Linked DNA regions of Mus musculus: region 2 is linked to region 1. A link is a contact called in public promoter capture Hi-C data. All regions are on one chromosome and are shown on one strand. Each heading gives the region's core, a stretch centred on a gene start, on an enhancer-like site or on the middle of the called end of the contact. The rest is flanking DNA. Distances are from core to core; before and after follow the strand shown. Region 1 holds the start of Hmgcr (3-hydroxy-3-methylglutaryl-Coenzyme A reductase). Region 2 overlaps Sv2c (synaptic vesicle glycoprotein 2c).

Region 1 (4,184 bases), core at 1,179-3,678:
CAATCTCTGAATTTGAGGTCAACCTGGTCTAAACAGTGACTTCCAGGACAGCCAGAGTTATGTGGAGAGACTCTGTCTCAAACAAAGAAAAAAAGAAATCAAAGCCGGGCGCATGCCTTTAATCCCAGCACTTGGGAGGCAGAGGCAGATTTCTGAGTTCAAGGCCAGCCTACAAAGTGAGTTCCAAGACAGCCAGGGAAACCCTGTCTCAAAAAAAAAAAAAAAACGAATATAAAATGAGATAGAATTTCATTATGTGTGTGTGTGTGTGTGTGTGTTTGTTTGTTTTTTTGTGTTGGAGCTCAAACCCAGGAATTCAAAAATGTTGGGTAAGCCTGTTACTGAACTCTACCCACAGCTACTTCTTGCTTGGCTTTTAACTCATATGTCTACTGGAGTTCTCAAAAAGAAATTGGGAACAAAAGTTTTCAAACCTCATTTTATCTTTTCTGCAATAGCTTTGTAGTCCTTTCAGGAAAAATTTAAGCATATTTATGGTTTTCCCTTGTAGCCTGGGATGGCCTCAATCTCATGACCTCTCTTTCCTTAAATTTCCAGTGCTAGAATTACATGCGTGTACCACCACATTTGCCTTTAAGGCTGTATTAGTAACAATTTTTACAATCTGTAATGTGAGACATTTAGCCTGTCAGACTTTTAGAGGCATGAAGAATATGACAGGGTTTCCAGGCTCTTGGACTTATCTATACCTTGTCTCCCCTACATCTTTCTTTACTTTTCTTTCTTGCCCTTTTTCCATTTCCTCCCCCCCCCGCACCCCCCCTCCTCCACCGCCCCGTTTAAGAAGTCTGTTCACTTCAATTGCTTTCACTTTGGTGGGTGCCACGTGTACTGTGTCTATTATTATACTTCCAGCTCTAACCACCACACCCTGGACATAAGAAACTTTTTGGAGTGTTTCGTAAAGATATGAACAAAGGCTCTATATTAAGCCAGTGGAAGGTAACTCTAGAAGCCCAGCTTTAGATGTGGAATGAAATCTTAGTTTTCCAATTGATTCAAGTTGTTTAGAGCATGTTCTTTGTGTGAAATGGGAGCAATCCCTATTTTATAACAACGATGAGACTCTAACCAGGTACTTTTTTAGTTTATGAAAAGTACTACTGAACATATAGTGTTTTAAGAGATGGCTCATCGGTTAAGAGCACTTCAGTTCTTCAGAGAATTCAGATTCAGTTTCCACTTACATGGCAGCTAACAACCATCTTACGTAACTCCAGTTCCAGAGGATCCCCCACCCTCTTCTTGCTATTCCTTGGGCACTGTTCTGTACATGTAGTGCACAGCAGCACACACACACACACACACACACACACACACACACACACAGAAACAGAGAGCGCACAAAAACAAAAGGAGTTATGTACCAATTGCTCTCTTTACGACATTTCCACATAAAACAGTAAGACAAGTCATAGACTATTACGGAAGTGCTATGGGCGTTCAGAAGAGAGATATGACATATGTTTGAGAGAATCAGGAAAGGAGGTGGCATATGAATGATCCTTGAGGTATAATTAGGATTTCAAAATTTAAAGTGGGTAGGTATATCCGGGCTAAACTAAGACCATGAGCAGGGGTGTCAAAAGCGATTCAGTACAATCGAAGGGTAAGTTACTCTAGGCTAACACAGGGATAGAGTTGTGTAGGTGAAATGGGGTTGGGCCATACTGGAGGCTGATTTAGGGGCAGGTGTATGGCATAAGAGGAAGATTACTGCAGCAGAAACGCCAGAAGCAGAAGGTGTAAGCACCCGAGAGTGGGAAGACCAGTTAGGAGAGGTTATTGCAAGTTTGAGTTAAGGGCTTGATAAAGGCCTTCAGCCAGCAGGAGAGCAGAGGGAATTCAGAGACGACACTGGAGAGGGACTCTTCAGCAAGAATCCAGTGTGCGACAGGTGACCTAGATAGCCGGAGCCATTAGCACTGATGGGTATGTCACAGGGGGTTTGGGCTGCAAGTCCCTGCCACATTTCGTTTTCTTTTTTAAATTCCTCTTTTTTTTTTTTTCAGAGCTCTACTACTTCCCCACAGATCTCTCTACTAACTGGGCTTTTTCTTTTCAACCTTAACCCGCGTTCACGCTCCAACTCTAACACGGTGGCCTCCCGTGGTCTTCCCACGGGGGCAAGACCCTGCAGGTCAAACTCTGAGTTCGGGGTACTCCACCCGCGGCATCCCCTGTTCCCCGCGCGGGCGGCGTCCTTGCAGGCGCCCCTCGGCTCGGAGACCAATAGGAAGGCCGCGATGCTGGGACCCGACCCGTCATTGGTTGGCTCTGCCGTGGTGAGAGATGGTGCGGTGCCCGTTCTCCGCCCGGGTGCGAGCAGTGGGCGGTTGTTAGGGAGACCGTTCGTGACGTAGGCCGTCAGGCTGAGCAGCCGCCCGACGATTGGCTAGGGGATCGGACGATCCTTCCTTATTGGCGGCCCGCTGGCGGCCTGGAGCGTGCGTAAGCGCAGTTCCTTCCGCCCGGGGCTCCGTTGGCTGGAGACGGCAGCTGGGCCGGCTTGGCCTCCATTGAGATCCGGAGGTGAGCTGGCGGACGCTGGGGACCGGCGGGACAGCGGGTCTCGCGCTCCGCCTGGGCTCACGAGGCGGCTGCGAACCGAGGGGACCGCGAGGACACGTCCTTGAGGCCCGGCGGCAGGGCGGCGGCCAGGGAACCCGTGGGCCGGGTGGGCCTGAGGGCCAGTGCAGCGACGGGGCGTCCGTGGGTTCAGTCCGGAGGGCGCTGTGCTGACCCGGCGGTCACGGTCATCCGTGTACGAGTGCCTGGCAGAGGGGACAGCGGGAGCCCTAGAGAACAAGGGTTCACGCCCAGGCGCTGCCTTGCGGCAGGACCCGTCTTTAAAGTGATGGAGATGTAGGCTGCAAATTGACCCGATCCGCGTGGGTACGGCAGGTTGTGCTCTTCCTAGTGGGCCCGGAGGAGGATGCGAGGTCTGTACAGGCACAGCTAGCCCTCCGAAGTCGGTCTCTCGACCTTTATGTTATAGTCTTTCTCCTAAGGGGCGTAGTCTCATTGATACTGATGTCAATTTACCTTATGCACCTATTGGAATTATTTGGTTTGAATGAAGAAAATGGCCTTAGAGGTTCGCAAGTAAAACAGTAGACTTCTGAGGTTGGGCGAAGTTAATAGTCTTTCATCGAAAGCGGACAGATGGAAATCTTTCCTCTCTTGAGGTTGTATCTTTTCGGGCTAAGGCCTGTAAAGGCACAGGAAACGTCTGTTACTGGCTCTTTACTTACAAAGTCGTTGTGTACAATTAAAGCATCACACGAAGTAGGGAATACATTTTGTTTGGTTACTTGTGATTTATTTGTATTTTATTTATCGTAGGGCAAAAGTCTTGGATCTACATTGGGCTGCGTTTTGTGGGCTTACTTGGTCGTAGTGCCTTTCTAGAACTTGACCAGGCAAGATAAAGGGTGTGCTTGCTCACACTGCTATATTTTTGTCTAATTTGTAGACTGTGAGCTATATTCTGGGATCAGTTTCTGAATCCTTAAATCTATCTTGAAATTGTGCTTTTTTTTTTTTTTTTAAGTTCTTAAAATAGTAGTTCTTTATGGTTCCACTTAATACTTTGGTCAGAGAACTTGACCATGAAGAGGAGATGGACTTAGAAACTGGTAATGTATGGTAAAGTTGGGTACAGAACTTGTTTTCTGTGCAAGGTGATGATGGCCCCCTTTGATGGATGGGTAGGTTAAGAATGCTGAGTGTTCATCCTGTTGGGATTAGACGTGGCTACAGTGTAGGATTAGGGGGTCTTACCCTCAAAGGGACAACCTGCACATATCAGTGTAGATATTTTCTAATCAAAGAGTGGGTTGTGTACTACCGGAAGAATGAATGGACTGGAAGAATCTCAGAGAAGCCTGTCTCTTGGCAGTGGTTGGTGGTTCTATTCCTAGATAGAATTAGAATTTAAGTCTGGTGAGTTTAAATTTTCAGCCATTTGAGGAGTCTGTGAAATGTTTGCTGTATACTGTATTTGGATAAGTAGGCAAGTTCTTTTATTGCAGCGCAGCAGAAAAGGGACCTTCCGAGCTTTCATAAACTGCTACACCGGTGTCACTTTGCCTAGTCACAGAGAAATGGGAGGTGCTCCTGAGAGACAAGTTTATAATTACGGTTACTTTTGACATACCTTT
Region 2 (4,184 bases), core at 1,262-3,761, 660 kb after region 1:
GGAAACAACACCTTTCACAATAGTCACAAATAATATAAAATACCTTGGTGTGACTCTAACTAAGGAAGTGAAAGATCTGTATAAGAACTTCAAGTCTCTGAAGAAAGAAATTGAAGAAGATCTCAGAAGATGGAAAGATCTCCCAATGCTCATGGATTGGCAGGATTAATATAGTGAAAATGGCTATCCTGCCGAAAGCAATCTACAGATTCAATGCAATCCCCATCAAAATCCCAACTCAATTCTTCACTGAGATAGAAAGGGCAATTTGCAAATTCATCTGGAAAAATAAAAAACCTAGGATAGCAAAAACGCCTCTCAACAATAAAAGAACCTCTGGTGGAACCACCATGCCTGACCTTAAGCTGTACTACAGAGCAACTGTGATAAAAACTACATGGCACTGGTACAGTGACAGACAGGTAGATCAATGGAATAGAATTGAAGACCCAGAAATGAACCCACACACCTATTGTCACCTGATGATACTTATAACAATATAGACATGTACATTCCACCCCTCAAGTATGCCCAGAGATATGCATATACAGAACCGTAAGGGCCATAAAAGGATATAGTCATAGTGTTTGTGGAAGAAATAATTGGCAACCCCAGTTCCCATCACTAGGGCAATGGGTAATGTAAAAGGTATGGAATCCGCATGTCTGTTAAGAACAGATGTGGAGTGGGGTCTAAAAGCATAAAACTGAGTAGCCTGGAAGGAATAAGAAAAAGAGCAAAGCGTCTAGAGCATGTTGCTATTGTTAAGAAAAGACACATGGCCCACTTTAGAAGGTGTTCCTCAAATTCTGATCTATGATTTAAAACACCTCATCTGCAGGGAGGGTGGTGGGGAGGATGGAGTGGATGCTGGTACAAAATGATGAGCCTTCTTTACACAGTGCCGTGCAAAAGGTGTGGTGGAAGATGCCGCCCTCTGTCCCTAAGGTTAAAAAGAAAACCAGCATCAAGGGTTCTTGCTGCATGTACATCACCCAAGCATAAGATGCATAAATGACAGAAATACAGAAGCAGAGTGAGACCCTGACTGAGACCGCACGGCCTGTCCTCGTCTACATTCCTGCACCCGTCGGGTCTCCAAGCCTTGGTGTCTGACGCTCACTCGCTGGAAAACATTTGCCATCTCCTTACCATAGCATTCTGTGGCCCAATGGTAAATTCTTCATAAAAGTTGGGGAGTGGATTAAGAGCCCTCTGATTTTTTTTTTTTTTTTTTTGGCCAGGTGTAGGAATCTGTAGTTAATTAGCAGCTCTGAACACTGGATAGTCGTTTCCAAGGTCCCCAAACAGCTGCATCTGATCAGCTGTGCAGTAGGTCCCTAAAGCTCACCCCCACCTCATCTGAGTAAAACTGTACCACTTGACACATACCTGGGATAAGTGTTTTGTTAAGGAGCTTGATTTAATCAGCCCACAATGCGAACACCCTGTATATCAAAACATCATGTTGTGGACCGGCACTGTAGCCCAGTGAGGGAACCCATGCATCAGAACCCATGCATCAGATGTATCAGGAATTGGATTTCATCCCCTGAACGAAGAAGACACAGCCATGCCACCACCATAGCCTGACACAGAGAGAGAGAAAGAGAGAGAGAGAGAGATCACCATGCCCACTAAATATCTTATATAACATTGTCCATTTTTAAAAGATGCCAATTTTTTTCTTTTTTTATGCTTAGTCATTATTTATTGGATATTTTCTTTATTTACATTTCAAATGTTATCCGTTTTCCCGATTCCCACCCCCCAGAAACCCCCTATCCCATCCCCCCCTCCTCGTACTTCTATGAGGGTGTGCCCCCACCCACCCACCCACTCCCACCTCCTCGCCCTCACATTCCCCTACACTGAGGCATCAAGCCTACTGCAGCTGTGGCTTCCTCTGATCTTAGGAAGTGTGGATTTTGTTTTGTTTTGTTTTGTTTTGTTTAAATCTTTTCATGCCACAACAATGTAGCTGCATTAACTCGGGGCACAGAATCAAGCTCTGTTATAGGGGGTCTCAGTATATGTAATTCTTTTAAATAAATTCTTATTTCTTTAGAGTAGAGTGCACTGTTATAATCCAGGGTGCATATGGGCATATTGGTTGGATTTTTTATAACTATGAAGTATTATTCAATAGATATTTAAGTGTCATGGAGCCTATAATTTAGAAGTACCCCTGCTTTGCATCTAACACTGCCTAGCCACAGCAATGTAATATTTGTCCTTTCTGCTTGTATAAAATTAAGCGTATGTATCAAACATTCACACTGAATAATGCAGCCATTATTACTCTGTGTGTTTCTGAGGAAAATCATGACTCACATGGACACCTCCACATAACCTGCCACTCATCAAAGCCAGCTCAATGCATTTAAGGCTTGCTGCAGTGGTTTTATACAAAAGATCTAGAAAACCTGCAGAGGAAAGGGGTTAGTCAGAGCCTTGAGCTTGCTCAGAGTCTGGAGGACGTCTTGTGCCTTTCCTACTGTGACTCACAAACAGAGCACTTCACGGAGGGGATGTTCCTCCCATCTGCTGTCCTGCCCTGTGGTAGAGTCCAGATCAGCAGATCTCACCCTGACTCCGGCTTCCTCTGATTGGTCGCCCTCTGCATCACTGCCATTGCCCTGAGAAACACGTGTCCTTGCCGCCTAAGAGCGTCATAAATCATGGTTTCCTCTTAAGGGATAGCTATTGATTTGGTCATTTGTGTCCCTTTTTCCCCTCTGGCTCACACTTTAGTGGGAAACCGTGGCTTCCTTTATGCAGTATGTTATAGCCAATCAGAAGGGCGGTCTGTGCTTCCCTGGTGTACAAAGAGAGGTGGCTATGGGTGAGGGATCTCACATGAGGATCTTATCCTGCAGAGAGTGTAATCAACAGATAAAAGCTTGAGCGGCTGCACATGCTAGCCAGACCTCATCAGAATTAGTCACTGCCTTTCCTGAGGCAGGGACAGCCAATCAGTACAGACGGAAAAACCAACACAGTCAAAGACAGTGTATTTGTGTTCCACTGTGTACTTAAAGCCAGTGAACACTCAGGTTTTGCTATAGTTACTGATTCAGCCTTTGAGGCCAAAATTATGCTATGAGGTTCATGTCCCGCCCCCAAAATGCTTATTTATATCCTTTCTGTAGCAATGACTCCTCTAACCCTCCTTACTATTTAGTTCACACACATGAACATGCACACACAGCACACACACACACAAACACGCACACACATGCATGTACATTTTTTAAGTAAAAAGGATATACTATTATAATATTTTAATTAACCCACTAATCATCTAAAATATAACCACTTAAACAGAATTTAACATGAAAAATTAGATATTTACATATTTTTTCTGCCAGTAAATCTTCAAATCTGGCAAGTTTACTAAACTTGTCTCAGTTTGCAATCAAATTTCCAGTTCCCAGTTCCCAGTTCCCAGTTGAAAGTGTAGATTCGGAGTCTCACTACCTGCATGGCAGTCTGGGATAGCTCTCCACTGCTCTCTGCATTGATTATTTGTTTTAGGGACACCAGGCCCTACATGTATGCGCTTCTTTTGGTGGAAGACAATCTCTGCAAGTGTTCCAACCATTCCCAATATTTTCTAAATATAAATTCATCAAAACTAACCAACCTTCTCATTCAGTACTGTAGTCCCACTGGCCACATTTTAAGTGCTTGGTAGCCATGGGCAGCTAGGGGCTGACATATTGGACAGCATAGATCTATCAGTCAAGATGCTTAAACACTTGGTAACAAACACACTCATGAAAAGATGGTACAAGAGGAGAGCCGAGCCCTGAGCCTTTGCCTACATCCTCTCCTGGATGGGAGCCCATCTCATTCGTGAGGTTTGTTGTTGGCTTTTCCCATAGATTTCCCAGTTGGGTCAGCTCCCCTCAACGATAAGCTGTTGGGGCACTCTGTCCTGCTCCTGTTTTTTGTTTTGTTTTGTTTTGTTTTTTTAGGTTGTTGCGCTATGTTCTCATTTTCCTCCTGTATCACTATTTCCAGTTCGCACTGGTTTTTTAAATGCCACGTGGCTATGAAATTGTCATTGGTGACCTCCAGCGCTGAGTCCTCAATAAGTATGTGTTAACTAATGGAATACATGGCCAGCTTTATGTGAAGAAGGCTAACGTGGTTGGAACAGAGAAATGATGTGTAAAAGG

Evidence for each region. Promoter capture Hi-C pulls out the DNA fragments that hold promoters and counts their contacts.
Region 2: a contact with region 1 is called in a promoter capture Hi-C map of hippocampal neurons, with 3 times the contacts expected there. The contact joins the enhancer-like site here to the promoter of Hmgcr in region 1. A contact is called at or near these places in 3 of 39 promoter capture datasets (cranial neural crest, embryonic stem cells and hippocampal neurons), 6 of 115 datasets of contacts at active chromatin or transcription factors (SST interneurons, embryonic forebrain, embryonic stem cells and 3 more) and 1 of 9 other capture datasets (liver).

Annotation. Positions count from the first base shown.
Region 1 is chr13:96,669,180-96,673,363 of GRCm38.p6, reverse strand. It overlaps Hmgcr (3-hydroxy-3-methylglutaryl-Coenzyme A reductase), which reads left to right and starts at 2,428. Exons shown (of 20, transcript NM_008255.2): 1 at 2,428-2,553.
Region 2 is chr13:96,009,713-96,013,896 of GRCm38.p6, reverse strand. The region is part of intron 4 of Sv2c (synaptic vesicle glycoprotein 2c); the gene reads left to right. Among named protein-coding and RNA genes, the nearest start is that of Gm24032, 110 kb to the right of the region's middle. Within about 2 kb of position 2,511, at least 75 of the 459 cell types and tissues checked have an H3K27ac peak or open chromatin away from gene starts, as enhancers often do. A contact at or near this core is called in SST interneurons, hippocampal neurons, neural tube and 1 more, where this site is marked.